Linked DNA regions of Mus musculus: all the other regions are linked to region 2. A link is a contact called in public Hi-C, HiCAR-type and promoter capture Hi-C data. All regions are on one chromosome and are shown on one strand. The core of a region is the stretch at or near the end of the contact, and the rest is flanking DNA. Distances in the headings are between cores, read along the strand shown. Region 1 holds the start of D130020L05Rik (RIKEN cDNA D130020L05 gene). Region 2 holds the start of Lgmn (legumain). Region 3 holds the start of Gpr68 (G protein-coupled receptor 68). Region 4 holds the start of Ttc7b (tetratricopeptide repeat domain 7B). Region 5 overlaps Ccdc88c (coiled-coil domain containing 88C).

Region 1 (4,053 bases), core at 419-2,918, 1.4 Mb before region 2:
CCAAAACAAAACAGGTTGGATGTAGTAGTACACCTATGATCCCAGGCATTGGGAAGATAGGGACAAGAGGATCGTGAACTTCCATATTTTGGGCTACACACAATGTTTGATTCTAGTCTGGTACTACAGGAGACTCTTTCCAAAAAACCAGAAGGATCTTTGCATAATCAAATAAAGCACACTGGTGTGAGTATGGTTACATGTATTAGTTCTGAAATTCAAGCTTACATCTAGTTAAATCTCACAATTACATTGGGTCTTAGAGGCAGTTCAGTGGTAGAGCACTGCCTAGCATGCTCAAGTCCCTGTGTGGATTCCATTCCCAGTTAGCCCATCCTCACAATAAGCTTAACCCTGAAACCCACACTTCCACTTTACTGTAAGGAAAGTTTCCACATGTACAAACATGCAGAGGTGATTACGTGACTGTCACAAACACATTTAACTTGTATATTAGCAGCCAAATAAGAACCCAGCTCTGAAAATATACCTGTTGTAATCAGAAAAAAATTTTCAGACCAAGTCTTACTATGTAACTGCAGCTGATCTAGGACTCTATGTAGACCCAGGCTGGCCTCCAAGTCACCAGAAACTGCCTGCCTTTCATGTTAGAAAGTAACTTTTTACCAGTGGTAACTTATTTGGGGTAATCTTTATAATTATACTCCAAGTTAACCATTCTTCAATTCAAATCAATGTTTCTACAGTCTTCAACCACAGACAGGAAAATCTTGGTTTTTGTGGAATGAGTTCTGAGTCTAGTCCAAAAAAGAGGGGAAAAAAAAAAATCTTTGAAATAAATTTGCAATATTTCAGACATGAAACAGCTACAAATAGTTCTCAACTGTAAAACTGCAAATTAATGCAACAAGGTAACTATACTTCTGCTCCAAAAACAATTTGAAGTTTTGGCCAATATGTATTTTCTTCCAAGAGTGAAATTCAGAGAATGCAAACCCTTAAGAAAGGAATATTTTAAAACGTGAAACCGTTATTTCAAACAACCTTATCTTTGAACACTGAAGACTGTTTCAATAGACTTGAGGTGAAAGCAGAAGGACTTGTTCAAGTGTTAAAAGATACCTCTCCCCACCAGCCAACTCAACCAACTAAGGACCATACGCTTAAACAATCAGAAAAGCTTGCAATAAAATGTTCCAAAGGTTCACGAGTTCCCACAGAAGACCTACAAAGTCTTTCTTTCTTAGCCAGGTGTGGCAGCACTTTAATCCCAGCACTGGAGAGGCAGAGGAAGGCAAGCTTTGAGTTCAAGGCTAGCCTGGTCTATAGAGCAAGCTCCAGGATAGTTGGGCTACATACTGAAACCCTGTCTCAAAATACAAAACAATAACAACAATAATAATCATCTCCCTTTCTTGTGAAAAAGACAACCAACCCCGGTCAAGACATGTGTGTCCTCGAAAGCCAAAGCAGCATTTTCTCTGTCTGGTGGAACTGCCAGATTTATAGACCTTATTGCAGACCCTAAAATCTGAAAGATATGGTGGAAAAGGTTTAAAACAACAACAATCCCACCAGAACAGAACTTTCTCAAAGTGTGCAACAGCTATGAACTTTACGAGCGCCAAGCAAGGTTTTATGCCTGCTTTACAGATTGGTGAACTAAGGGGTGTGTGTGTGTGGGGGGGGGGGGAGCAGATCGTTTCCGTTAAATGCCTTTCTCAAGGTCACGACGGTGCAAAAACCACCGGGGAAAGAGGATCTCAGGTCTCCGACCTTTCTGCACTGGAAAGGCAGCACGGCGCAACGTGCTCCGCTCTGCTCGAAATCCCAACGCCACAAGGTTTTCGGGTTAAGGATGGACACCCCGAATGCTCTCCACCGAGCTCCACCGGACTTGGGTACCCCGTGGCGTTCCCGTCCGCACTCCCGCCGTCCCAGTCCGAGCGCCACTGCTCTGAGAGGGGCCAGTGAGGGTCACTTACCGTCGCTCTCCGCCCTGACGAGCAGGGACATGCCCTTCAGCCTCTCCACGTAGCCGGAGGACACATGGCCAGTACCCCGGTCGTCCCACTGCCGGTCCTCGTTGAGCGTGTAGACCTTCACCCGCCGTCGGGTGTCGGTCATCGTGCCGGCCGGGGGCCCCGCCCGAGTGGCCCAGGGACAGTGTCCAGAAAAGGCGGGCGGCCGCAAACGGGGAACTCCGGGACCTCAGTGCCACCGCTGGCCGCCGCGGAGCTGCGCCGCCGCTCGCATGGCCCGCTCCCGGGTCCGAGCCCCGGGCCGCCGCCTTCTCTCGTCTCCTTCTCCCCGGCGCTATTGTCCAGGCCGAGCGAGCGCGGCCGCCCAGCAGCCCCGACAGGGAACGCGCAGCACTACGCAGCCTACCGGCCCGCCGTTCCAACGAGGTGCGGCTCGGTTCACAGACCCGCTCCGGCCTCCACCATGACCTCCGCAGAGCCGCTTTCCCGCGCCGCCGCCTCCTCAGGCCGCCGCCGCCATGTTTTCCTCCCTTGTACCTGGCCCAGCCGCTGCAGCAGGAAGCCCCGCTCCGCTCCTCCCGCTTAAAGCATCCGAAGCCGGTGAGGTAGCACTTCCCGGGAGACTCCGAACGCCTCTGGCCACCCGAGAACCCCTGGCTCTTCTTAGAAGCCGCCTTCCCTACTCCGCCGCCTCTTCCGTCTTCCTCACAGAGCCAAAGCCGCCGCCATCTTGGCTCGCCCCTCAAAAGCGGCGCGCGGGGCCACCTAGGCAGTAGCGGCAGGGGCGGCCCGCAAGCCCCACCACTTAAAGCGACAAGACGGGAGCCGGCAGCTTCGCTCCGGCCGAGGCCTTGCACCGAGGCGGGCGCGGAGCTGCGGGGGTGGCGGGAGCGGAGGAGGCGGGACGCGAGTCGCGCCGGTGACGGACCGGGACTCCCTCGCGCTGCCCTGCGCGTACTGTCGTGCAAGCGCGGGCTGCGTGTGCGTCCGTCGCACTTTGAATTCGTCATCACCTCGGCTCCGGGCGGGGAAGGGGTGTGGAGTCTGTTGGCGGCTTCTGGAGCCAGACTGGACTCTGATCCCGGAGCTCGTCCTTTCCCGTGCGAGCCTTCTCCGGACGCTTTAGGGAGGACCTTTGCAGTCGGCCCTGGGGGCGCGGGCTGCTGGCGTCCTCCTCGTCCTCCCCCCGCCCTCCTCCTCCTCCTCCTCTTCTTCCCTTGGCCTGAAATAGAGAAGTTTCTGAGAGAGGACCGTTTGGACCGCGAGGTTGGCGGGATGCAGTGAGGCACGCAATGGCCGGGCAAGTCTAAAACCCTCGACGCGGTGTTCACGCGTGGCACTGCTCCCCGGGATCATTCTGAGCACTCACCTCACAATAATCAGCGGTTATCTCCCTTTCTCTGTCGGTTATCAAAGCTGATCGTCTGTAGCCCTAGGCTGGTTTGTTTGTTTTTTTAAACAAAATAACAAAACACATCTTGAAGGGCTTGCAAAGATAAATGCCGTACTGTATGAATAAGATGAAATTCTTTGTTTTTTTGTTTTTTTTGAAACACAGCCTCACAATGTTGCTCTGACTGGCTGAAGCAACGTATGCGAGAAGCTGGGATCTTTCTTAACCCACACCAGAGACAAGTGCTCGCAAAGACATACCTGAAATCATTCACCAACAAAACTCGGAAGCATGTAAAAACAAAGCAGTTGCTGTTTCTAAATACCAGAATGCAATCCTTTCAAGCATCTAGATGGAGCCCATGAGCTCCAAGCAGAGCAGGTTAGCAGTATGGCCCTCTATGCTGATTATTTTATAGCAATGCTTCTAACCTTCCTAAAATGCTCTGACTCTTTTATAACACAGTTTCTCTTGTTGTGGTGACCCCTCCCTCACTATAAAATCATTTTGTTGCTACTTCGTAACTGTAATATGCAGGATATCTGCTGTGTCCCGTGTTTGACCGCCAAGGGATCGAGACCCACATGTTGAGAACCACCTTTTTAAAGGCCCTTGGAGACTGACTAGCAGAGCTTACACAGTGAATAGTTTCTTATCTGCCTTGACTCTTTACCCATCAAAGAAGAAACTGTTGCTTTCATCCCTCTGAAACTGTTT
Region 2 (4,660 bases), core at 1,216-3,715:
GTGTCATTCCGATACCTGAGAACCAGCTAGCCTGGGGCTAGCTTTCCTCTCCTCTCCACACTTGGGCCAAGGGGCTTGTGCAATAGGGTGTATACACGTGCTGGAACACAGGCACACACACACACACACACACACACACACACACACAAATAGTAAAACAATTCAGAAAAAAAATCATAATGCTGGAGCCAAGTGTTTTTGGCACAATCTAAACTCCCAGCATTCAGGAGGCTGAGGGAGGAGAGTTACAGCAAATTCAAGGTCAGTCTGGGCTAGAGTAAAAGCCTATCTCATAAAAACACAAACAAACAAACAACAACAAAAAATGGGGCCTCATATGGTACACACCTTAATCCCAACACTCAGGAGGCAGAGGCAAGCCTATTTCTGTGAGCTGAGTCAAGCCTGGTCTATATAGTGAGTTACAGGACAACCAGGATTACGTAGAGACCATGTCTCAAAAAAAAATAAGTATAATAATAACAGCAACAATAATAACAGGAACAACAATGAGCATTTCTCCAAAAGAGTCACAGGAAAATTCCAGAAGCAGAGTTTTTACTTCAACACTGTGAAGTGGGACATGTTTTGCTTTGTTTAGTTTTGTTTAGTTTTGTTTAGTTTAGTTTTGTTTTGTTTAGTTTTGTTTTGTTTTGTTTGGGTTTTCTGGGTTAACAGCATTCACATCACATACACAATGGTGGGCCCAGAAGAGCAAGAGCCAGAATGTCCCATCACTACTATCCCTGGAGCTGTCACAATGCTGTCACCCAATGCTTTACTCATGTGTCCCTAGCAATGCTGGGGACAACAAGCCACTGTGCTGCCAGCCTCATAATTATGTGCAGGACATGACCCTCCACTGGTTTGTGTGTGGCTCCAGAGAGTCCTCCCAGTTACTATAAATAGAAAACGCTCTGCAGGCCGCAGCCTCGCTCTTCTCCTGCACACTGTACCATCTCTGATCGTACCTAGCAGCCCCACAGTGAGTGCCCTACACCATCCAGGTTCCTGTGAAAGCCCCACACACACAGCATACACATAGCAACATCGCCTACTGACACATATGTCCAAGAATGTGTCCCCATCAATAAACAGTGTCTTGGGCATGGTGTAGTCTCTCTCTTCCTACCACTGCTCTAACTCCCCTGGGGGTGACTGTGGTGCCCTTCTGGTCTTCAGTGTGACCTCCTCTAACACTTTCTACCCTACAAACCCGATAAGGTAAAGAGAAATCTACACTAAAAGCAGCTCACTGGGTATTCAGGACAACACCTAAATTCCCCACCCCACTAAAGGGCATTTGAGATACACGTGACATCCTCCTGCATCAATTCACTCCACACATGTAATCCCTTAATCCAAACAGGCTCCACAATCCCAGGTCCAAAAAACGCTGTTCACAACTTCACCTTGCTGTTCTCCAGGTAATGCACACCCCTCCTCCGACCCACTAGCCACTCCCTATCTCCATGGCTCCAACTTCACCCCTCTCCCCTCCACACCAAGTCCTAGTTCCTCCCAAATGAGGTTTGGGTGTTGTCTCTGTACACAAAGGACTATCTCTACCCCCAACAAAATAAATTCGTCTCAAAAATCTTTGCAAAGAACACAGCATGGTGCCCCAACCCTGTAATTCTGGCCTTCAGAAAGCTGAGGCAGGAGGGTCGCTGAATTCAAAAACCAACCTCATGGCTACATGTTGAGTTTGAGGAGGCTGTCTCAAAGCAAAGAAAAGCTTACCTTACTTACTCCAGCCCAATAAATATTTGGTTTGCAGACCCAGAGTAAAGAATATTCCATAGGGCATACAGCTGTAGACCACAGGGCGAGTTTCAAATCCTGACCACTCATTTTCATCTATAAAATGGACCACGTGACAGACATTCCATCCTCCAGCCCTTAGGGTCTACTGTACTTAACACAAAATAATCCTAACCCTATGGGGCCAGGGACCACAAAGGCTAGCTTTCACTATCAAGGAGCATGTGAGCCTCCCTGAAACCCACTAGCTCTCGCCAGGAATATTTGGGGTATTCCTGTCGGGGTGTTTTTGTTCAGATCGGGAATCGCCCCTGTCTACTGGTGTACTGATTCAAGTTAAAAACATCAACAACAAACCCGGGACTCTGCCAAGAGCTGCCTGGCTGTGAAACCTTAGTAAACCGACTCCTCCTCCTGCCTCAGTTTCGCCCTCCAGGGCAACCCGCCGTTCCAGCAAAGCACACTCGCGACACAAACAAGTCTCCGGCTAGGAGCTTTCAGAAGGGAAATATTACTCAGAAAGGGTCGAGGGATGGAAAGCCTAGCCAAAAACCGCTAAGTCACCTCTCATGGGGCGCGGGTCCTCCCCGGGGTCCCCGATTACCTGGGCGGGTGATCGCCGCGGTGACTGCAGAACCGTGGGAATTCCGGGCGTCGCGCAGACTCAGAGCAGCCACCTCTAGAGTCCGCCCCGCTGTGATTGAGCTGCGGCAACACAGATCGCTGAGCCCGGGCTACCTGCGCAGCCTGATTTGTGCAGCCTCGGAGTGTGGCGTATAAGGAAACCAATAGAAGCTGAGACTGAGGCCGGCAAGCCAGAAAGACTACGAATCCCAGTGTGCGTGGGCGGGGCTTCGGACCCTGTGGGCGGAGCTTTAGGGCCCTGTGGTCAGAGGTTGGGGCTGCGTCTTCTCAATGAGCTAGGCATGAGCACCTAGGTGTCTGGGGACTCTACGGACAGTGAGTGAGAAGTCGCGCGAACTAACTGGTCTCCAGCCTTGTCAGCGCACTGGACCTACGGATGCTACCCCGTAGTCCACCCACAACAAAGGACTGTTGTTTTGGGGTTTTTTTTGGTCTGCCTTGGCCTATGATCACAACACCCACCCCACCCCCAACCTCCAGAAATGTATGGCCACCCCAGCTCTACAGACAAGACATCTGACAAAATCAAGGAGCTTAATTTTTTTCAGGCTCCCAAGACACTTTCAGTGGCGGAAGCTAACCTTAGTAGTCTGGTTCCTGAATGCTAAAATCCTAATTCCCTGTCACGTCCCAAGTGTTCGGTGTCACAGTGAGCTGGAGAGGAAGTAAAATACTCTATATGCAAGTTCCAGAAGCTGGTGCTCAGTGAATGAGTTGGATGGAGTTGTGACAGAGTTCATGTAGTCTTGCCCGAGTATACCAGGACCCAAAACAGGGCCAACTCATTTGGCCTGGGGCTTACTGGTCAAGCTAGACTGCTGGCCAGTGAATCCAGGAGATCAGCTGTGTCTTTCTCCCTAATGGTCACACAAGTTTGTTACACTTTGAGCCATTCCCCACCCCACCCCCCGTCCCTGAATCTTTCCCCCTCCTCCCCCCAAGTCTTAGGCCTGGCAACCCACAGCAGGTCTGCTCCCTATCTCGGTTAATAAGATCATAGCCGCATCTGCCAGCTTAGTATTATCTCTGGCCATGTTTGCAGACAAGGAGAGTTGAATCATTGTGAGAGACTGTAAGGGCAGCAAAATGAAGATAACAACGGACACTTGGAAGAAAACATTTGCTGTCACTGACCTTAGCATACGGCCACATGGCCTAGGATCACAGCTTGGAGGTGACCTTGGGCTTCAAGTCAAAACCCTATGATGAAACATGCCTTCCGGTCTTCCACCGTGAGTATTTGAAGCACATTCATGGACTCACTGAACATATTTACCAGGCCCCTTTAAGTGCCACACATAGCCAAGTATTGAGATAAATAGGATTTTATTTCTTCCCCTTGGGCATTAGAAATGTGTCCTTAGCCACTTCCTATCTCACCCAAAATAAAAGGTAAACTTTGACGGTTAGGCCTTAATAATGAAAGGGACATCCTGGCCTGTGGCCTGATGTGTTCAGACAAAGGACCTGGGAAAACCTTTTCCCTCCCTCAGCAATAGTTGAGTTGAGTGGACCAGAAGAGAAGGCACTGTAAGTGGATACCTAGTAGAAGATGCTGGGGGTTGCCAAGGTGATAGCCGGGGAGCCCAGGAGACCTGCAAGGCGATGCCAGAGAGGTCTGAGTCCAGGCCTGGGAGCACAGTTGAGCTCTGCTTTCAAGTTATCTGGATTCAGATTTCAACCCCACACCCACTACAAGCGTCTTGCCCGGAACTAGCTCATCTTCTCGGTTTCCTCATACCTGGCAGCAGCTAAGTGCCCCATAAATATAAGGTTCAATGGTCCCTTGGGCAGTGGGTGTAACTTGAGAATTCTTTTCTTTTCTGGGACAGGGTTTCTCTGCGTAGGCCTGGATGTTCTGGAACTTTCTCTGTGGACTAGGCTGGCCTTGAACTCAGAGATCTGACTGCCTCTACCTCCAGAGTGCTGGGTGGGAATAAAGGAGTGTGTCACCTCTGCCCTCTTGAGAATTCTAATGAGGAAAAACAAGGTAGCTTGGTATGGTTGAATACACCTATAAATCCCAATGCCTGGGAGACTGAGGCAGGGACATTGCCTTCAGTTCAAGGCCAGCCTGGGCTATATAATGAAACCCTGTCTCAAAAAATATAAAAAATAAAATAAGATAAAATAAAGAGAGAAGGGAGGGAAGAGAAAAGAAAGGAAAAGAAGGGAGGGAGGGAAAAAGAGAGGGAGGAAAAGAGAGAGGGAAGGACAGAGGGAGGGAGGGAGGGAGGGAGGGAGAGAGGGA
Region 3 (4,552 bases), core at 177-2,676, 1.5 Mb before region 2:
TGCCTGTGTGTGGTCTCATCGCTACACTAGAGAGTGAGCTCTAGAGGCAAGTCTCTTTTCTTAGAAGGGTCAACTGAAGTTTGAAAGGAGGGCATTCGGACCAGCAATGCACATGGCGTGCATGTAGCCCCCTGGGGAGTAGAAAGGAGAGAAAGGGTGAAGAAACAAATTTAAAAAAAAAAAGAGGAAGAGGAGCCCCAAACTCTAATGAACAGAAGTGGCTTTAAATGAGCCATGAAGTTCTGGAACTGGCCAGGGAACTGAAAGAGGTCCCTATACAGCCGGCCCAGCCCACTGAGCTCAGGAAATTCCCCTCTCCCTCTGGGTTGAGAGGTGGAGATGCAGGCAGGGGGCCAAAAGAATGAAGCAGGTCGTAGCCTTGACTATATGATTTGTGTCAGATGGGAGGGCAAGCGACTGCCACATGCCACCTCATTAAACTCTAGGGTTGATTCATCTACCCACAGGTATCCTTCCCAACCCCCTCACAGCAAGACATGCCCAAGGCCTCTGGCACATTGGCACCAAACCAGTGCTGAACCCCAGAAGGCTTGCTGCCTTAGCGCCTGTCACGCTTTCGTCCACCTGTTCCTTCATCCAGACCTGGGACACAGCTTTTTCTCCCGGACATTTGATTCCCAGAGGGGATTTAAGCGTTCAGACCAGCAAGTGTTATTATTGCTCCTGCTGACTGGCAGTGGGCCAGCTCCACCCAACCTCCCCTCCCCGCCCTACCCCCCAGAGCAGAAGGTAAGGACATGAGAATTGTTTGGGTCTCAGCGTTTGAGCTCTGAGCCTGTTGGAAGAAGGGCCACGAAGACTCGAGTGTGAATAGAAAAGGACCCCAATGCAATCTTTAGATCACCAGAACTGGGTAAATGAAGGGTTAGAGGTCTCATACTTTTTTTTGAGGGTGAAGAAATTACCAGGTGGCCACGGAGCCAGCCGCGGGGGCGGCTGCTAAACCCAGTGGCGACCACATAAAGAGACACTGGACCCAGGAGAGGGACCCGGGGCGCTGGCGCTCCAGGGCAGACATTCCCTGCTGACTTCGGTCACAGTCAATTCTGCGGGTTCACCGCACGCATACGGTGGTGTTTGGGGGTGTGCCCGCCTCTTGTGCCGCCGCTCCCGCATCCTTTGCTGGCCGGCCCGGAGCGCAAGCACACCCGACCCTGCGCTCCGGAGCAGGACTCAGAACCCAGCAGACCTCGCTTCTCCCGACCCTGGTAAGCCAGCGACCAGTAACCATGGCAAAAGGAAGGAGCCTGGCTCGCGGGAACACATACCTGTGCAGCGACAGTCTGGGACGCGGGCCTGATGTCCTCTGGTGCAGTGCGTGCGCCTCCTGGAAAGGCTGGGGACTCCTGCAAGGCACGCAGGTCCCTTTCTCCTAGCCACTCTGGGCCACGTTGTGCGAGATTCCTCCCGCTCCCAACCCTAGTCAGGCACAGCCAGACCTGTCGGTCCACGCCCTGCAGCTCACACTGACCGCAAGCCACAGATGAGGCGCCTGCTAGAAGGGCCGAGGTGGCCTGAGCGCTCGCCGGTCCCGGAGGTGCAGCACCCCCATCCCCCTCCCTGCTAGCATCCTGACCTAGAGACTGGCTCTGCGGAAGAAGCCAAGCTGCTGAAGCACTAGGGGACTTCTTCAGCCACAGGCGCTCCCAGGGACGCTGAAACCCAACGTGGGAAGCTGGGAGGAAGGTAGAGAGCCTTTCTGCGTTCATCTTCGGTCTCTAACGTATCCACTCATTAAATGAGGTGGGTGTCACAGTTCTGGGCCTTTCTCTACCTGCTGGAAGCTTGGGGCTTAGCCTCTGGATCCCAGACCCTGTCCCAGAGCCAGCGGGTATAGTCAAGGACATAATGAATGACCTTCTCTGGTTTTATGGAAACATCAAGGAAAACTTACTGTCCTCTGCCCTACATACTGCCCTAAACACTAATAGCAAATAGTCACAGTTTGCCTTGTTATACGCACCTAAACGTGTTGATTTGATTAACTCTACGAGGCAAGTGCTACTATTTTTCCCATTTATAATGGAGAGAAATTGAGGCACGAGAGGACAAATAGCTTGCCCGAGGCCACCCACTTACTTAATGAAGCCTTTGAGATTCAAATCTACATCCCACCCTATGCCACCTTGTATCTAGGTCTCTCACAAGTGCATACCTGGGCTCCTGTGGGTCTTACCCCCACCCCCACCCCCCGCCCCCCACCCCCCACCCCCAAGACCCTTTGCCTCTGCCTCTCATTTTCTGAACTTTCCCAGTTTGGGCTGGTGACTTCACTGATACACTTCCCAGAGGTCTTCACACTGCCTGGTAGGATTGCTGGCATGCAGTTGCCTGTCTGCGAGACCCATGCTTGAATCTATGAAATAAATGTCTGAACCGGTTGGTGGGGGGTCTGCAAAGCTCAAGTCTGAGACAGGGAGACAGGGTAGAGATGGAGTGCAAACCGAGGTGTAGACTAGAGAGGGACAGAGTAGATCTATGTCAGTGGCTGCCAAGCCCTTTGGGTAGCTCAGGGTGCTAGGATGTAGTCTTTAGGTCAGTAGTTCTCAACCTTCCTAATGCTGTGACCTACCCCCCAATCATAAAATTATTTTCATTGATACTTCATGACTGTAATTTTGCGACTGTACGAATCATAATGTAAATATCTGTGTTTTCCCCAATGGTCTGAGATGACCCCTGTGAAAAGGTCACTCAATCCTATAGGGGTGGAGACACACAGGCTGAGAACTACTGCTCTAGGTGGGACTTTTCACAGAAGGCAGAAGGTACAAGAGCAGCCAAAATAGCGGGGGTGGGGTGGGGGGTGTTTCTCTTCTGGTGCTGACAGAGACTGGCTCAGCCTGCTCTCTGGTTCCCATTGTGAAGTCCCTCCTTTTTGAAAAATGTTCACAAATGGAATTTTCCAGAATAAACTATCTGTGCCTGAAAATGTTCATCGTTGTTTTTTTTTTTTCCTAATTTGTATTCGTATGTGTGAGTGTAGTGAACGTTGTAAATCTTGTGTGTGGTGTGCATACATGCATGTACTTCTGTGTGTGGAGGGCACCCCGCCTGGTTTTTTGAGACAAGGTCTTTCCCTGAGTTCAAAGCTCACCACCTTCTAGACTGGTTGGCTAGAGAGCCCCAGGGATTACCTACATGTCTGTCACCTCCCCACCCACACACACACACCACTTCACCTCCACCTCCCCACACCACCCCCCCTCCCCGATTCCTCCACCCCTGCCTTTCTTTTTGTTTAAATTGTCATTCTGAATATAGCTAAGAGTTCGGGTTAGAAAGCCAGAGCACCTGGCTTTAAATTCCAGCCCTTCATACTGACAGGGTGACCTTCGCTCAGTCTTTTACCATTTTGTGAGCCTTTCCCTGCCTGAAGATGGGGACACTACCTAAGAGAGGGTCGGTCATGTCACATGAGTTAAACCAAGGGTCGCCTTCTCAGCTCAAGACTCTGCACACAGCAATGAACATTTAATCCATGCCAATTGATATTGCTATTCAACATTCCAGATACCCCTTTCTTCTCTTGGTTTCTAAAACAGGGTCTCCTGAGAAGTCCGAGCTAGACAGGAGTGTATATGATCATCCTGCCTCTGCCCCCCCGCCCCCCCCAGTGCTGATTAAAGGCGTGTGCCGCCACCGCATGGCTTCCTGCTATGTTTTTTGGTGTTTCCTGTATCCTTAGAGCTTACACCTGAGTTTTATTGCAATGAGTCTCATTCTCTCCATCTCATAGACTGAAAAACAGAGGTGCTGCAAACTTCCTAAGTGCATGCCCAGCTGGATGCTATGGGAGCTCAGAATCCTAAAACTGTTTCATTCAATAATGTTTCACCTCTGTCCCTCCCTCCAGGAAAGAACACTGTTTTAAAGCCCACTGTCAGCTGGCTATCTGTGCTTCCGACTCTCTGGAGTTCAGCCATGATGTGGCAATAGTTTGCTATAAAGTGAACCCCACATTGCTCTCATGCCTCACAGCTCCTATGGTGCTATGAATAACCTACATAAACTCTGGTTGATGGTCCCTGGCTCGGGGTAGCTCTCCTTAGTGGTCCTGTCTTCAAGTTTCTATCTCATAGTCTCTGTTCTCATTGTCTCATAGTCCAAACAACATCTTGTGCCTCTGGATACCTATATACTCTGTAGTGCTGGGAATTGAACCCACAGCCTTACACATGCTAAGCAACACTCTACCCCACAGAACCACTCCTAGATCCTTCATGCCCTTGAATTAAGCTTCCTATAGATGTGTACCTCACCTTGTGGAGTGGTATATGACCCTTACCCCCAGTTTCTTAGAGCATCAGAACTGGTAGTAGAGGTATAGGTGAGGCAATCCTGACCTTGCCTTCCATAAGAAAACTCTAGATTTAAAAAGGCAGTCTGGGTGTGGTGGCATATACCTTTAATCCCAGCACATGGGAGGAAGAGGCAGATGAACCTTTTATGAGTTCAAAGCTGGCCTGGTCTACAATGTGAGTTCCAGGACGGCCAGGGCTATTACACAGAGAAACCCTGTCTTGAATAC
Region 4 (4,292 bases), core at 809-3,308, 1.9 Mb before region 2:
AAGAGTTAAGCTCAGAGAGGCCTTGAAAATGGGCCCATGAATGAAAAAAGAGGGGTCCGTGCACCCTCTCATTCCAGGGACCAGCAGCTTGAGCCAGTGTCTTCTCCCTTTCTGTCCACGATCGCAGCCACATCAACATGTCTGTTTTTCTTCTCCCTGACTACCTTCATAGTTGGGCCTCAGTGTTCCTCTCAGAGGAAGTAAATGCAAGACAGCAGGGGCCTGGTCAGCACCTGGCCCAGGTGGGCATTGCACACGCCACTGAATGAGAGCAGACAGCCAGGTCGCAGGTGGAGACGGGAGGATGCTCACAACCACACCCAATGCTAACATCCACCTGCACAGGAGGGATGGAAGTGACCCAAAAAACTTAGGAATGTGACTTCAACAAGAAGCAGGAAAATGCAGGAAGGAAGGAGACGCCACAAAAGCAGGCAAGGTCAAGTTGCCTTCGGGGTCCTGAGTACTCAACACCTTTCCCTCCAATGCTAACTTAACAAAGACACCTACCCAAAGCAAGGTACTGTGGTTGACAGTGTGCAAAACCAAAACCTTGCCCTGTCTGCATGGTGACATTGCCTATGGTCCTAAACTTGGGAGGCAAGGCAGGAGGCGGGAGACTTTGAGGCTAGCCTAAGCTATAAGGTAAGTTTGAAAGATATATAGAGAAACCTGGTTTGGTTTGGTTTTGTTAAGTTTTCATTTCCAGGCGCTATTTTCATAAAATCACAAACAACCACCAACCTTAAAGAGGCTATGAGATTTCCCTGTCCGTTTCTGGGTAGTTCGGGGTGAAGGTTGAAAAGAGTACACATGTCCTTCCTTGAATGAGCAGTGTCAGTCCTTCATTCATTCCCTCTGTGATTTGTCTGTCCCACGCCTGCTCAGACAGTCTTGGGAAGCCAGAGGTGAAGGAGGACAAAATCCTCTGCCCTCTCTGCCCAGGCTCCAAGTGCCTGCCTGTGGTTTTGGCGCGTACGAAAAGACAAGCAAATATTAACCATACTTGCTTCCAAAACAAATAAGGCCACGTGGAGTCTCGCTCTGGAATGTGATTTTGGCTGCAGTTTTGGTTTGATGGGTTGGAAGAACCAATTCAGCAAATGGGGTCATTGGCCAAGTCCAGCCGCCAGGTTTCCCAAGTCAGATCCTGGTTCCTGGGCGCACCAGGCCCCTCATCCAATCAGCTCCATTTCCCTCATTGTTAATACAGTCTCATCTTCCTGCCCAGTAACCTTCTCCCAGACTCCCTGACTCTGTTTCCCTTGTACTCTCCACCCTATCCTCTCTGGGTCTGCAGATTTGACACCCAACTGTCTTGACCTCAAGACACAAATCCCAACCTGCCAATGCCACCCCTGACACCCTCCAAGTCTGAGCTCCCTCCTGGGGCCCTTGATTACCATATGTTCACAACATCTCCATCACAGGACCCCTGAGCACACCACACACACTCTGGTGGTCCCCAGATGCCCACAGGTATGTCCCGGGGGGCTCCATACACACACAAACGCACACACACACACAAGCTCCAACTTCTTGGAAGCCCGGGGCTGGCCTCCGGTCTCTGGGGTCGGTGAACCTCTCCAGCCTGCACGTCAGGACTCCAAGGCTCCGACAGGCACAGCCCGCCCGCCCAGCCGCACGCCGCGTGACCGGAGGACCCCGCGTTCCCCAAGGGCCTGGCCCGCGCACACCGCGCGGCCTGCGCCTCGCCGCCCGGCCGCGCCCCTGCTCGCGCCCGGAGCCTCAGGCCTAGCCCCGGAGGCCGCGGCGGTCCCGCAAGCCCCGGTGCGTCCGCGCGTACCGTTGGCGATGAGCTTGGCCGACAGCTGCTTGACGAGCTCGGGGATCCGCTCCCATTGGCACTCGGAGCGGCAGCGCTCGATCTCCGTCTCCAGCCGCGAGCCCGCCTTCCTGGTCGCCATGGCCGCCCTGGCCGGCCCGGCGCGCGCCCGCAGGCCCCGCAGGCCCCGCCGCCGCCGGGCCCCGCGCCGCCTCCCGCTGCGGCCGCGGGCTCCGGCTCCGGCTCCCGGCTCGGCGGCGTAACGGGAACGCCGGCCGGGGAAGGGGCGGGGAGCGGGCGGCGGCGGGCGCGGCGGGGCCCCGGGCGCCGCGAGGAGCGGCCCCTGCCGGCCAGGGCCGGAGCCGCAGCGGGCCGGGGCGGAGGCCGGACAGCAATGAGGAGCGCGGGACGGTGCTCAGGAGCGAACCTGGAGCGGTGAGGGGTCAAGCCAGGGCAGCCACCCCGAGGATGCTCTGGGGCTCCAAAGGCCGGGGTTTCTAGTGCGAGAGGGCGTGAAGGGCGAGCCTGCCTCGGCTGGCCCTGCCATCGCAGGTTGCTTGTGCTGGCCTGCGCCCCTCCTCAGGCTCCCCTCTGCCCCAGGTAGCCTCCGTCCCCATCATGTGGCCAGAAGCAGTGGAGATTCATGCTCCTCCAGAACCTGCCCGAAGTTCCTTAAGTGTGTGTTGGAAGAAAGTGAGGGAGGACGTGTGTGTGTGTGTGTGTGTGTGTGTGTGTGTGTGTGTGTGTGTGTAGCTGCAAGCCCAGATGCCAGCTCCCTTGCCCTCTGAGGAGAATACCAACTCATAAGTGGCATTTCCAGGCCTTGACCTTGTAACTGAGAGCAGGGGCAGGTGTCTAAGCTGAACATTATTTCACTTGTGTAATTTATTCAGTAACTATAGAGTCAGAGGTCACCCACACAGAGCTAGGTAGTGTTTTAGGGCTGTGGAAACGGAACGAAGTGGGTACAACTTTGCTTCAAAGTGGGTATAAAGTTCATAGCCCATTCATGGAAATGAATTAATTAAGCAAAATAAAGTAGCAAATTAGGTTATGGGTTGGTTAAGGATGGTGTTGAAGTGATATTTGACAGTTTTAAAGATGAGAGTCGGGGGGATATGGGAGGTGGGGAGGGCAGATCATTACAGGCAGAGCAAAGGCCTCGGCTTTACTATATTTGGTGAGTTAGAAAAAGGCCAGAGTGGCTGGGGTGGAATGAAGGCAAGGAGCTGAGCAGATGATGTCAGGAGGGTGGGGGTTAGTCCATGCCCGGCCTTCTGGATCATTAGAAAGACTGTCTTTCTTCTTGGTGAGATAGGGAGCCTGCATGTTAGTCAGGCATGCAATGGCAAGGCCTGCAAGTATGGACATGACCAGTATTTGGGAAAGTTGGTCAGGGAATGTGGCTTCAGGGGCAGTGGGGGTGTTGGACTCTGCAATACTGCCTCTGAGGATGGAGCTGTCATCTGGGCAGTACCCTGTCACCAGGTTCATCCTCTTTGGGTGTGTCTCCTCCAGCTTTCCAAAGCTATCAAGTGCAGGCTTTTCTCTCATGCCCTGGGGATAAATGAAGACCAGACTCACAGGCCTTGGTTTACAGGATCAGCAACTGAAACTCAGTAAGGGCCAAGAGGAAAGAAGTACTTGGGACATGACCAACACCACACTGAGGCAACCCAAGGCCCTCAGAGGTGATGGGAGCAGAGCAGATGGGGCTCAGACACTAAGGACAGCCCAAGGACAGGCAAACAGAATGCCAGAGGAAATGAGGGCGAAGGAGCAAGGGTAAAGGGGTAGGAAAAACGGTGGGATGGAGAAAATGATGTAATTCTATTTTACACACACACACACACACACACACACACACACACACAGAGAGAGAGAGAGAGAGAGAGAGAGAGAGAAGATGACCAAGGTGACTTACAGAAGGAAGGATGTGGTGATTTCAATAGGAATGGCCCCCATAGACCCATGTGAGTGAATACTTAGCCCGTAGGAGTAGCACTATTAGGAGGTGTGGCGTGGAGGTGGGCTTTTGAGGTCTCATTACATTGTTACACACTTCCAGATCCAGCTAAGAAGTCTGGAATAAGCCTCAGGCCAAAGGTCACCAAGAAGCCTTGTTCAGCTGACAGTGCCTGTGTGACTGTAGGACTTGCATTTCCCTGCATGGTGGCACACAGAATAACAATGTCATAACATTACTTGGCCTCCATGGCCACAGTGTAAGGCAAAGCATCCAGTCTGTTTCCTGGCTAAGCCGTTTTTCTGAGCGTGGGAGATGCCAGGCAGTGGGATTTAACTCCCCGCCCCCACCTTCTTCTTCCCTTCCTATAATGTGTACCTGTGGAATGCAGCAGTTAAAACTTAATTAGAGGGTAGAGAAGATTAGGCCACCATCCTAACAGCTCTCTGCCTCTTGCACACTACAGTCTAAAATCAGCTATTCCACAACAAACGCATCTGACTTTCTTTGAACTGGTTATTGTTTGAGTGTATGCTCCTA
Region 5 (4,108 bases), core at 361-2,860, 1.4 Mb before region 2:
GTCCTCCAACCCCAAGGCTGGAGTGATATATTTCCCCTCCAGAGGAGGCCCAGTGTGAGCCACTGCTCAGGGAGTGACTCACCCAGGAGTGCCCCATCCACAGAGCCTCTCTGCCAGACAAGCAAGTGTTCTTCCTAACCCACGGGTGACCAAGCTCCACACTCAGCATGCAATCAGGCCCCAGCCCATGCTGGCCAAACCCAAAGCCACTCTGGTAACCCTTGGCTTTTGCTAGGTTGTCACTCCCAACACTTAGAGGCACAGATGTTCCCTCCTTGCACTGATTTAGAAAAGCCTGGCTGTAATGAAGATCCAAGGTCGTAAAAGTGGAGCCCTTGAAGACAGACAGGCAGACCATGGCTACTTTTGCATAGAGAGAGGGTGTCAACTCCATCCTTGAAGCTTCAGAAGCAGAAATTCTCTCACAGCTGTCTCCATCCCTCTGGGCCAGGCATAGAAAGGAAGGCAGGCTGAACAAGTTTACCTGCTGGGACTTTCTTCTCTCTCCTTTCTCCAACTGAAGAGGAAAAACATACACACAGCACGGGGACGGACGGACACGGACACACACACACACACACACACACACACACACACGGACGGACGGACACGGACACGGACACATACACACACACACCTGCCTGTATCACTGGGGTAGTTTTGACTCTCCAGGGCTAGTGGGGACACCTTCTGAGAATGGAGGGGCCTAGTCTGGGCTCAGTGGGAGAGGATCTACAGCAGTGGATGCACGATGACTGGATGAGTGCTAGACTCAGTGTGTGCTTGGGAAAATGAATGACAAAGGCTGCAGGGAGAAACAGAGTAGATAAATGAGCAGGATTGTGTGTCCACCCTCCAACAGTCCCCTCACTGTCCCCCACCCTATGGGTATATCTCTGTAAACTGGCCACTTTCCGCAGAGACAGGAGTCTGTAACAAGAGAAGACATTTCATCTAGAAAGCAAGAAAGCACCATCACCAAGAATATACTCCCTAGCAGGAAACTGGGGGTGGGGGTGGGGTGGGGGTGGTGTGCAGCTCAGGAGAGAGCTGACACCAGGGAGGGGGTAGGTGAAGAAACCAGTTTCATGAGTAATATATTGGCAGGAAGTGAAATCTCAACAGATGTTATCAGCTTTAGGGCTGCCATCCTGGGGAGACACCTACCAAGTACTGACTGATCAGAGATGGCCACAAAGGAGGTTGGTCTAGTTCAAAGAGGGGGCTACAGAACCTCAACACACACACTGCCCATCTCCAGTGCAAAGGTACTTTACCTAACCAGCCGGTAACCACCCAGGTGCTGCATAATCTTATTTAGTCCTAAAATAGGCAGGTGGAACCAGAGTTAGGTTATTAGCCATCTGCCAATACATGATCCACTCCTTTGATGCCAGCACTCCACAGGCAGAGGCAAGCATATCTCTGTGAGTTTGAGGTCAGCCTGGTCTACTGAGTGAGTACCACACTGATCAGTACCATAGAGTTAGACAATGTCTCAAAAAAGGGGTGGGGGAAGAAAGGGGGGCCCACAGATCCCTCTGACAGCTCAGGGCTTCGGAGGATGTTGAGGTAAAGGAAGGGCTGAGAAGTACATCTGAGTCATGGGTATCAGGGCCTCAGATGAATAAGGACTGTACAAGACAGGCGTGTAATGTGGGCTGTGAGGCAGGAAGAGATGTGGAATGAGAACTATGGGCAAAACAAAGATCAAGTGGGAGGAGCCCAGACAGAAGAAGCCTCTGGAAGCCCAACTACATCTGCCCTGGGCTCCTGCAGTCTGATATGCAATGCTGAGGAGCAAGGACCCCTCAGGTGAGCCAGGATTTCCCAGGCATTCTACAGCTGGCTTTTAGGCTCAGGTGGCTGGCGATGGCTCTCTGGAGTGTAGGGACCCTGAGTGGGGCTAGAGAGATGGCTCAGCAGTTAAGAGTACTGGCTGCTCCCCACAGGGCAGCTTACAACTGCAGCTCCCCTTCCATGGAATCCAACATCCTCTTCTGGTCTCCTTGGGTACTAGGCATATGTGGATGCAGGTAAAACACCCATACACATAGAATACAAATTTTAAATCTCAAAAAGGGGAGGGGGGATTCTAAGGCCAGGTCCGAACTCAAAAGCAGAATGTGCCATGGTTGACCGGACAACGTCCAAGCCAGGATTAGATATGGTGTCGCCCCCTCCATGTAATCAAATGTGACAGGTGACTACAACGGTATGTGGTACTGAATGGCTAAGGGATTGTGGGCAAGAGCGATCTTCACTGCTTACAAAGCTATGCCCCAGGCTTTGTGGATCAACCAGCCTCAATTACAGTCTCCTTTCTGGTTTGTGGGCTCCTAAGGTGGCAATGGCAGCCCAGCACACAGGAGAGTCAACAGCCAAGCGATCTAATTCAGGGACCACAACTCCCCAGGAAGCACGCTCACCCTGGATGTCAACAGCCTGACAGTGGATTTTTACTGACAGGGATTAAAAACTGCCCCTCAGCCAGGCACACTGAGCCAGCTGCTTTCTGAGGTCTAAGGGAAGCCATCCAGCTGTGGGTAAGGGAGCGTGAGGCAGACAGCCAGGGTCAAAGAGCATCTTCAAGGAGCTCCGAAAATCAGACCAGCAGTCACATGGCGCCACAACCTGTCAGCTGCGGGCCTAGTCATTACGCACATCATCTTTGCTCACTGCAGCCGAACCAGCAAGTGCCCTCCTTTCTTCAGCTGTAGCCCGAAGATGACATGAGAAGACCAACAGCCCAGTAACTGAGAGCCCACCACATGAGCGTCTGTGAGGCATGGGAGTGGATGGCCAGCTCACTCCAGCTGCACATTCTACTGGAATGTATGGAGGAACAGCTGAAGATGCAAGCTATGAGCCCTAGGGCACGGCTAGAAACCCCCAAGTGGAGTGTGACCGTCCAACGTTGAGGTCATGATGACTGGTGACTGGCAAATCTGGAGGTCCAAGGGAAGGCAGATGGATAAACACGCCAGGCTTCTGAGGCAGTTGCAGCCCCTGTTACCAGACCCTCCCGTGTCTAAGCGTTCTCTCAGGACTCCTGTAAGCCACCTGTCTCCATTTTCGGCTTTGCATACTCAGCTGCTTCAGTTCTAGGTTCCTTCAGCCTTTCAAGTGTAGCTGAGCCTCCCTCTGTTCACAGCAGGGCACCAGAGAGTGAATGTGAATGAAATGGACAGTTTTCCTGCCCTCCAGGCAAGGCACTGATCAGCCCTCCCCACTGTGAGATCAGCAAGGAACACTGCCTGCTGGGTATTTAAAAAAAAAAAAAAAGAAAGAAACCTGCTTGTAAAGAGAGAGTGTTGCAAGGCCAGCACCAGTTAAGCTGCCGCCTACCAGAAAGGCAGAAGACAAAATAGTAAAAGCATGGCTTACTCCACCCACAGATCAGCATGGCTTACTCCTCCCAGATCAGCCACCACTGGGTGAGCCACATTGGCTCAGTCTCTAGCTGGCCACTCACGATAGCCCCAGGCTTGTTGAGATGGGAAAGGGCTGTCTCCCCAAAGGTCAGACTGCTGAGGCCGGACGGACAATACCCTGAGGTTAGCATTCCAGAATTGTGGCTGCTGCCCAGTCAGGGTCAGAGGGTGAGGCTGCCCTAGGAGACAACCCTACACCTACACAGCCAAGCCACGCCCATTCTCTTCCTCAGGATGGCTATCATCCTGTGTCCACTGAGACACTGGCCTCCCCAGAAGGGAGACAGTAAGGAGCTACATTGTGAGATTCTGTCACACACATACACACACACACACACACACACACCACCACCACCAAAATGAACTGACTAATTAAAGAGAAACTGAATAATAAGGGCCACCTTTCCAGCCCCACAGTACATATCAGTTTTCCTCTAGGGAGGAGTCAGGAATGATGGCTGATGACTGGCAGGATCAGTGTAGGACAGCCACCCTCAATTCAGTTGGACCATCAGTAACGTACATTCCTGTGCAGAGATGCTGGGCTTTCAGCCTGTTCCCTGTGGACCACCCCACCCCACCCCACCCCACCCCACCCCACCGTGGACTGCTGCAAAAACAGCAGTTCATGCAAATGAGAGTCTGAACACACAGACCCTATGTGGCAAACTATC

The links. Promoter capture Hi-C pulls out the DNA fragments that hold promoters and counts their contacts. A called contact is a pair of places that touch in the nucleus more often than the background predicts. HiCAR-type assays count read pairs that join an accessible place to other places.
Region 1: a contact with region 2 is called in a HiCAR-type map of astrocytes, with 6 times the contacts expected there. The contact joins the promoter of D130020L05Rik here to the promoter of Lgmn in region 2. A contact is called at or near these places in 5 of 39 promoter capture datasets (the C10 cell line, cranial neural crest, hippocampal neurons and 2 more), 2 of 484 Hi-C or Micro-C datasets (forebrain and uterus), 8 of 115 datasets of contacts at active chromatin or transcription factors (astrocytes, embryonic forebrain, embryonic stem cells and 4 more) and 1 of 9 other capture datasets (adipose tissue).
Region 3: a promoter capture Hi-C map of hippocampal neurons shows a contact between it and region 2, with 6 times the contacts expected there. The contact joins the promoter of Gpr68 here to the promoter of Lgmn in region 2. A contact is called at or near these places in 2 of 39 promoter capture datasets (hippocampal neurons and stem cell-derived epiblast-like cells).
Region 4: a promoter capture Hi-C map of liver shows a contact between it and region 2, with 4 times the contacts expected there. The contact joins the promoter of Ttc7b here to the promoter of Lgmn in region 2. A contact is called at or near these places in 4 of 39 promoter capture datasets (hippocampal neurons, liver and pre-B cells) and 1 of 115 datasets of contacts at active chromatin or transcription factors (embryonic stem cells).
Region 5: a contact with region 2 is called in a Hi-C map of B cells, with 6 read pairs. The contact joins the enhancer-like site here to the promoter of Lgmn in region 2. A contact is called at or near these places in 3 of 39 promoter capture datasets (the 3T3-L1 cell line, embryonic stem cells and hippocampal neurons), 1 of 484 Hi-C or Micro-C datasets (B cells), 2 of 115 datasets of contacts at active chromatin or transcription factors (astrocytes and large pre-B cells) and 1 of 9 other capture datasets (embryonic stem cells).

The regions. Positions count from the first base shown.
Region 1 is chr12:101,080,783-101,084,835 of GRCm38.p6, forward strand. It overlaps D130020L05Rik (RIKEN cDNA D130020L05 gene), which reads left to right and starts at 1,669. Exons shown (of 2, transcript NR_038050.1): 1 at 1,669-3,717. Ppp4r3a (protein phosphatase 4 regulatory subunit 3A) reads right to left here and starts at 2,920. Exons shown (of 15, transcript NM_211355.2): 1 at 1,947-2,920. The coding sequence starts at 2,088.
Region 2 is chr12:102,437,263-102,441,922 of GRCm38.p6, forward strand. It overlaps Lgmn (legumain), which reads right to left and starts at 2,466. Exons shown (of 14, transcript NM_011175.4): 1 at 2,369-2,466.
Region 3 is chr12:100,897,954-100,902,505 of GRCm38.p6, forward strand. Gpr68 (G protein-coupled receptor 68) reads right to left here and starts at 1,427. Exons shown (of 3, transcript NM_001177674.2): 1 at 1,290-1,427. It overlaps Gm36572 (a long non-coding RNA gene), which reads left to right. Exons shown (of 5, transcript XR_381840.4): 3 at 468-1,764.
Region 4 is chr12:100,518,764-100,523,055 of GRCm38.p6, forward strand. Ttc7b (tetratricopeptide repeat domain 7B) reads right to left here and starts at 2,059. Exons shown (of 20, transcript NM_001033213.1): 1 at 1,808-2,059. The coding sequence starts at 1,928.
Region 5 is chr12:100,993,216-100,997,323 of GRCm38.p6, forward strand. All of the region lies in intron 3 of Ccdc88c (coiled-coil domain containing 88C), which reads right to left. The region is part of intron 4 of Gm36756 (predicted gene, 36756); the gene reads left to right. Among named protein-coding and RNA genes, the nearest start is that of Gm36756, 8.6 kb to the left of the region's middle. Within about 2 kb of position 1,611, at least 54 of the 459 cell types and tissues checked have an H3K27ac peak or open chromatin away from gene starts, as enhancers often do. A contact at or near this core is called in B cells, where this site is marked.